Linked DNA regions of Oryctolagus cuniculus: region 2 is linked to region 1. Evidence: chromatin contacts called from public Hi-C data. All regions are on one chromosome and are shown on one strand. Each heading gives the region's core, a stretch centred on a gene start, on an enhancer-like site or on the middle of the called end of the contact. The rest is flanking DNA. Distances are from core to core; before and after follow the strand shown.

Region 1 (3,629 bases), core at 131-2,630:
GCTCCCCGTAGAGACACATTGTTCTTTAAAAGCCTGCAGGCTGTAAGCCCAGAGAGTGAAATCACGCGTTGCGGTTCTGGGAACCTCAGACTCCAGCCCGAAGAAGCTCCTGCCCTGGCGTTCAAGTCTGAGCAGGTGCGCTGGGGGCTGTGTGTTTCCTCCTCTGGCTGTGCGTGCGGGGTGGGGTGCCCTGGTAAGTGCACGGTGGGAGGACGGCCCTGGCGGGTGTGCCCAACAAAACCGGCCCAGATCTTCCCGCCTCCGTGCCTTGGTCCAGGCCATGCCCTCATCTCCTGCCTGGTAAACAGCGGGGCAGGAGGATGAGGGTTCAAGGTTGACGTCAAGGGGCCCGGGTTCTCCTGGCCACGAGTGCGCCCTTGGCGGCGTCTGGATCTGTACGACGTGGGTGGTGATGCTGGTGAGGATCAGCTCACACATTCCTCATGAAGCGCCTACTGTGTGCAGGACCCGCAGACGTGAATGCCAAACAGACTGAAGCCTGGCTTTCACGGGCCTTAGAGTCCCCGTAGGGAGAGAAACAGAGAGGAGGCAGAGCTAAGGGAGCCCGAGGTGGCAGGTTCAGGAGCAGAGGTCTGAGGGTGGGTGAATGGCTGCTGGGTGGAGAGGGCCCTTGTCACGGGCTGAGAAGGCCTGTCGGCTTGGCAGCAGGAGCTCTGCTGCTTCAAGGCATGTGGATCCTGGCCAGAGAAGTGGCCAGAGGTGCTTTTTTTGGGGGGGAGGGCTGTTGGGAGGGAATGAGAGAGTGAGAGAGAGTGAGAGAGAGAGAGAGATTGCAAGCGCGATCAAGCCAGGTCTTACAGAACAGGGGTCAATGTATTCTTCCAAGAAAAAATTAAAATGCCACCTCCTCTGAGGAGCCTTCCATGATTGCTCTGCCTGTGACCTAAGGCATTTCTTCCTCCCTCTCTGGGCTTGCAGTCTGAGACATTCCAGCCTCCTGGGCTTTCTCTTTCTGCTACTGAAGTGCACAGCGGTTCAGACGTGGTTCTCGCCCCCCACCCCCACCCCTCCGCCCCGTGCCGCCTCCCGAGCCTCAGTTTCCCCAGCTGTGCGGCAGCAGGTCGCCTCGCAGGGCCCGCCCAGCGCTAACGCAACGTGATTCGCTGTGGCAAGAGCGGGGGGCTGCCCGCATTGCTGCGCAGGCATCGGGCTGCTCGGCTGGGGCACCGCCACCCGGCTGCGGGCTCTCTCCTCCCTGCGGGAGGCTGTGGGAGCGGGTCTCGGCGTCCGGCTCTGCGCAGCCAAGTCGGGGTGCGACCCCCGGCCGGCGCGGGCGCCGCGCGGCCCCGCCCCCGCAGCCAGCGGCCCTGCGGCAGCCCCGGGCCCGAGCTCCGCCCTCCGCCTCCCGCCGGCCTCGCTCCCTCCTCCCTCCTCCCTCGCCCGCTCGCTCGCTCGCTCGCTCGCTCCCTCCCCCCGGGCCGGCTCGGCGCTGATTCCGCCGCACGCTGCAGCCGCGGCTGGAAGATGGCGGGGAACGACTGCGGCGCGCTGCTGGACGAAGAGCTCTCCTCCTTCTTCCTCAACTATCTCGCCGACACGCAGGTACGGCCGGCCGGGGCCACAGGCCCAGGAACCCGGTGCTGAGCCGCGGGGGCTGCAGCCGCAGCCGCGGAGGCTGGGACGCAGCGGTGGGCGCGCTGGGGAGATTGGGGTTCCAGGCTGCAGAGCCCCCCTTCCACGCGCCCTGCGATGCGCTCCCGTACAGGGGCGCGGAGGAGCCGGAGGTACCCCCCCCAACCCCGGCGCGAGCCTGGGCGCCGGGGGGCGCTACGTCCGCCGGCGAGGGTCTCGCCTTAGCCGGCTGGAGTCCGCCTCCCCGCGAGTCGGGCAGGGGGTACCCCGCTTCCTTGGGGAGGTGCAGCCGCGCCAAGGTATGGGGGACCCTCTGGCTGGCGCCGGGTGCTGGAGGCGCGCCCTCAGCGCCCGGCACTTGCTGGCGTACTTTCACGTGGACTTGGGGCCCCGGCACGGGCGCCTGCCCCGGTCCCCGGAGTCGCCTGGTCCTCCGGCCCCTGGCCCCCCCGAGTGCGGCTGCTAGCCCCCCGCAGCTCCCCACTGGCGCCCGCAGCGCGGAGTTTCCTGCCAGTTGCGGGCTAAGGGCATAGGGGTCTGCGGGCACGTGGACCTGCAGGCGGAGACAGCCAGCGCCTTCCTGGTTTCGCTCTCCCGCGGAGCCCCCCGGGGCAAGGCCGGGCGGGGTGGGGGCGTGAGGGATGTCAGGGGGCGCCTGGGTCCCCCCGCGGCGCGCGGCCCCGGCGCGCGCTCCACGATGCAGGGGGAAGGGAAGGCGAGGCGGCGTCCCGGGCTCTGGCCGAGCCCGAGAGCCCCACCGGCGACACGCGCGTGACAGGAGATGGTGCTCTGGTGTGCCGGGGGGGAGGGCGAGGACGCGGGCGGCTGGGAGCCGGGGACTGGGTGCTGCCGGGGCCCGCTGCTCCCGAAAGCGGGTGCGCGCGGCATGCGCGCCCCCCACCCCTGCCCCGCTCGCCCCCACCCATGCCTGTTGCAAGCATAAAGTTTGGCTCCAGAGTTCGGGCTTTTTCTCCGGGCGCTCGGCTTCGGGTTGCCGGGAGGCTGGGGAGACGGCGGGGCCTCGGGGGAGACCCCGGACGCGGGGACACGCCTGGGCGCCGAGAGGGGCTGCGGGGTGGAACCGGGCGCGGCTCGCGGGGGCCGGCTGGGTACCTGGAGTGGGAGCGCCGGTGCTGGCCCGTTTTGCATAACACGGGAAGGGAGGGGGAGGGCGGAGGGGCCGGGAGGTGGGAGGAGAGAGAGAGGGAAACTTTGCTTCTTGTTGTAATCTGCCAGTCTCTGGGCGGTAGCAGCTGTCATGGGACCGGGTGGGCGGGGAGAGGCTTGCAAGCTGACTCCTCGCGGCGAGACGCGACTTGAGGGGGACGTAGCCGCCGAGGCGCGCGCGGCTGCGGGCCGGCTCCGGGCGGCGCGGCGCGGCGTGGCGTGGCGTGGTGTGGCGGCTGTCGCGGAGGGGAAGCCCGCGGCGCACTGGGGAAGGCCGGCCGGCGCGCGCTGCGGACGGCGCTGCGCCCGGGAGCCAGCCGCGGGGCCGCGTGCTCGGCGGCGGGCGCGCTCGAGTGGGTCGGCGGCGGCCGAGGGGGCTGGCGGCGTGTGATGGCGCGCGGCTCCGGGTCGGGCGCCGCGCGCGGGGGTGCGGGTGTGTGCGTGTGTGCCTGTGTGTGTGTGTGTGTGTGTGCAGTGTGCGCGCGCCGGGCGCGTACCTTTGCCGCTGACGAAACTGCGGTGGAGCTCCCGCCGCCGTCGCCGGCTCCGTCACACGCCCAGCGCCCGTGTGTGCGCCGAGGCGCTTCCCAGCCTCAGCAGCCCGGGCCACGAAAGCCTGCGGCGAGGCGGGCTGGGTTCTGGTTCTGATTCTGATTCTGATCTCCGGGAGGATACTGGTCCCGGGCCTTGCGCTTTCCGGCATCGCGGCGGGCGTCCGCATGCCTGCAGACAGGGAGGCCCGGAACGGCTGGAGCTGCGGGCCCGGGAGCTGACACGGGGTTTACCTTCAGCCTCAGCACTGCGACCCCCATCGCTGATGCGTCCCCCGTCTTAGGCCCCCCGCCAGCCCGTCCTGCGGGGGCTTTTCA
Region 2 (3,480 bases), core at 470-2,969, 50 kb after region 1:
TTTATTTATTTGAAAGAGTTACAGAGAGAAGGAGAGGCAGAGAAAGAGAGAGGTCTTCCATCCACTGGTTCACTTTCCAATTGACCACGGTGGCCAGAGCTGCGCCCAACTGAAGCCAGGAGACAGGAGCTTCTTCTGGGTCTCCCATGTGGGTTCAGGCCATCTTCACTGCTTTCCCAGGCCATATGAGAGAGCTGTATAGGAAGTGGAGCATCCAGGACTTGAACCGGCACCCATATGGGATGCCAGCACTGCAGGTGGTGGCTTTACCTGCTACGCCACAGCGCCAGCCCTTGAGTATTTTTTTTAAAGACTTATTTTATTTATGTGAAAGGTAGAGCAAGAGAGAGAGAGAGAGAGAGAGAGAATCTTCTATCTGCTGGTTCACTCCCCAAATGGCCACACAGCCAGGTCTGGGCCAGGCTGAAGCCAGGAGCCTAGAACTTCATCCTGATCTCACACATGGGCCCTCTTCTGCTGCTTTCCCAGGTGCCTCAGCAGGAAGCTGGACCAGGACTTGACTCAGGCACTGTGATGTAGGATGCTGGCCTCGCAGGGGTGGCATAACCCCCTGCACCACAGGGCCACCTCCACCAGCAAGTGCTTGACACCAGTGAGGGTGGCCCAGGGGCAGGAAGGTCCTATGGGGCTAAAGAGCTAAAACAGCTTTCCAGATTGCCAGAGCAGCCCCAGACAGATGGGGTTCCTGGGCTGGGAGGTGTGCAGGGCGGGGTCGGGGGAGGAGGCCAGCTGGCAGCCTGGCCATCACTTTCTTCAGTGCAGAGGAAGGAGTGTTCCTATCTGCCTCTCAGGTTCTGTTCCAGATCAGTTGGGGTGCTGGCTGTGGAGACCTCTGTGGGGGTGTCCCCGCCAAGGAAAGCAGTGTGTAATTATCATCTCCCCTCTGATTGTCTGTCTGCTACCATTGCCGACATTTGGGTGGCGGGCAGGGAGGGAAGTCCGTGTTCTCCTGGACTACGAAATTTCTACTTGAAGAAATTTAGTCTTGGAGACAGCAGACAAGAGGGACTGCAAAACCTGGTGTGAGTGCTGACATTTTCCCTGGCCAAGGCAGACATCACTAATCAATCCCGACACTTTTTCCTGCTGATCTTGGATATGTGGCCTTGTAATCTTCACCCATACAATGACAGCAACTTCTAAGTGATGGGACTTGGCCTATAAGATAGAGTCTATTTGCCATCTCTAAATAAAGAAGAGTGATCATTAATGCCATTCTTGGTCAGCACCATGCAAGTGACTCAGTAGATGCGTGCAGGGGCGTGTGTGGGGTATGGGACAGCTGTGAGCTAAATTAAATTAGACTAGGATGGCTTCAGGTTGGAGGTGGTAGTGGGCTAAGCCCGAGAAGGAGAGGAAGGAGATTAGGAGAAGGGAAGAGCCAGAAGAAAGGTGCTCTGGGCCATTAGCCTGGTGTCACAAAGAGCAAGTGGCAGTGGGCTAGGGCAAAGGCTTATGAGTGGCTTGGGGTGGAGTGACCTGGCCTGGGAATCTGATCTCTGCACTGCCACTTTTTACTGTGTGACCTTGGGAAAGCCATTCCCCTTGTGTAAGGTATAAATGCCTTTTTCTGCAAAGACACACACACACACACACACACACACACACACACACCCTCTTCCCCAGGCAGCAGGCTCCAAAGGAACGCCTTGTTGGTGGCAGCTCATTAAAGCGAGATCCAAATGACTCAGAAATCTGGGGGCTGGAAGCAGTAGCTACACCGGGATAGTTATCAGGGGAAGAAGCAAGGACGTGGGCTGCACAGGGCCTGGACAGCTGACAGATCCCCAGATTTCGAGAGAATGGAGTCTTTTCCCTGAGGTCAGCAGAAGGTTTGGGCCCGAGCAGCTGAGCTGGGGCTCCCGGGCTCTGCACCATTTCCAGGCGCCCTTTCATTCTTGTCCAAGAGGGAGGGGAGGCTGGTTCTGGGCAAGGGGGCCGACAGGTTCTCATCTATTTATAGCTGGGATTTGGGGGTCATGTGGCCCTGGGTGCCTGGATGGCCCGGTGCCTGGCCTTGCCAGCCAATCACTGCTGACTGCAAATCAGCCTCTCCCAATCACAGCCAGTCGCTGCCCCCAGGGTCCCGCACATTAACAGGTGCCCTAATGTGAACCCACAGGGCTGGCCTGGGCTCTGGCCAGATGCTCAGCATTCCCTCCCGCCTCCCAGCAGGCTCCTGGGGGGCTGCCAGGTGTCGGCTGGGACAGAGGTGGGGGCAGAAAGGAGGAAGGGAAGAAAGGGCTTGTGTGCAGGCAGCCGGTGGGGGCATGGGGCCCGGGCTGTTCAGGCCAAGGGTTCTGAGCCTGCAGGGTGGACAGAAGGTCATGGCGCTTAGGGCGGAGGTCTCTGGAATAGGCATTGGTGAGTTCTGGCATTGGTGTCACATTGGGAGAGAGAGAGACTGAGCATGAGTGCCCCCAGGCCTTCCTCACCCCCGGGACACATCCGCTCTCTTGCCACACTCAGAACCCCAGAAGTGCAGTGCTGGGAACTTAGCGAAGGCTCTGTGGGGTGTTTCCTAAAGAGGGTAGGTGCCAGGGTCAAGGGGATCAGGTGGGCCTAACCATGACTGCATGAGACCTAGAAGACAGAAACCATGGGCTGGAGTTGTGTCCTTTGCAAACACTCATCTGGCTTCTTCGGGTCTTACCTTCTGCGTCTGTGCAGTGGGCAGACCGCCAGTCTCTCGGGGGTGTCTTGAGGACCGGATCAGAGCGTGTGAATTTGCCTGACAGCCCTGGGTCAGGAGCGTGGCCTTCCATGCACATCTGCTGGGCAAGGTGGGTGTGGGAGACCCCCTGACATGCCTGCCTGATGCTGACCACACTGCTCACCTGCCTGCAGGTACCTCAGCGTCACTGTGTCAAATGCAGATCCCCCTGCCCCCAGCCTTGCTCCTCCTTTCTCTCCCACGCGGCCGGAGCCTCCTTGATGTCTCCTCCTTCCTGCTCACAGCCTGGCCGTCCCGAGTCTCGCTACTCCTAGCCTGGAAAACAGGTCACAGACAGGTCCAACCTCTCAGCTTCTGTTCCTTTTCCTTCCTTACACCCAGGGAACGTTATCTCACCTTGGCCACATCCAAGTGTCAGCCAGAGGGCAGCTGTGTGACATCAGTCTGCAGGAATCCCTCTGGGGAGTCCCTGATCTCAGGGCAGTCTGGCCTGCCCCTGGCCTGGAAGTTCCACCAGGATTTGGGCCTGTGGACTTTGCCCTCGTCCCTGCCTGCCTCCTGACTCCCACTTCAGCTGACTGAATTGCTCTCGCTTCCTTCCCCTCTGGTGTTCTCATCTTCTGGGCCCTGCTTGGGGTCTCCCCCGTGTGACTGGTGATGAGGGCCCATCTTGCTATCACCCAGGAGGTGCCTTATGCAGGTTGCCACTGCAGTAGTGGTTCAGGAAGCAGCAAGGTGTTTGTATAATCCTGCAGGGTGACCTTGACCTGTAATTAAAGGGTCAA

The links. Hi-C and Micro-C count contacts between places; a contact is called where the count stands out from the background.
Region 2: a Hi-C map of psoas muscle shows a contact between it and region 1, with 4 times the contacts expected there. The contact joins the enhancer-like site here to the promoter of PPARGC1B in region 1. A contact is called at or near these places in 2 of 6 Hi-C or Micro-C datasets (psoas muscle and skin fibroblasts).

What each region holds. Positions count from the first base shown.
Region 1 is chr6:37,063,884-37,067,512 of mOryCun1.1, forward strand. It overlaps PPARGC1B (PPARG coactivator 1 beta), which reads left to right and starts at 1,381. Exons shown (of 12, transcript XM_051843506.2): 1 at 1,381-1,563. The coding sequence starts at 1,486.
Region 2 is chr6:37,113,577-37,117,056 of mOryCun1.1, forward strand. The region is part of intron 1 of PPARGC1B (PPARG coactivator 1 beta); the gene reads left to right. Among named protein-coding and RNA genes, the nearest start is that of MIR378, 47 kb to the left of the region's middle. Within about 2 kb of position 1,720, at least 3 of the 8 cell types and tissues checked have an H3K27ac peak or open chromatin away from gene starts, as enhancers often do.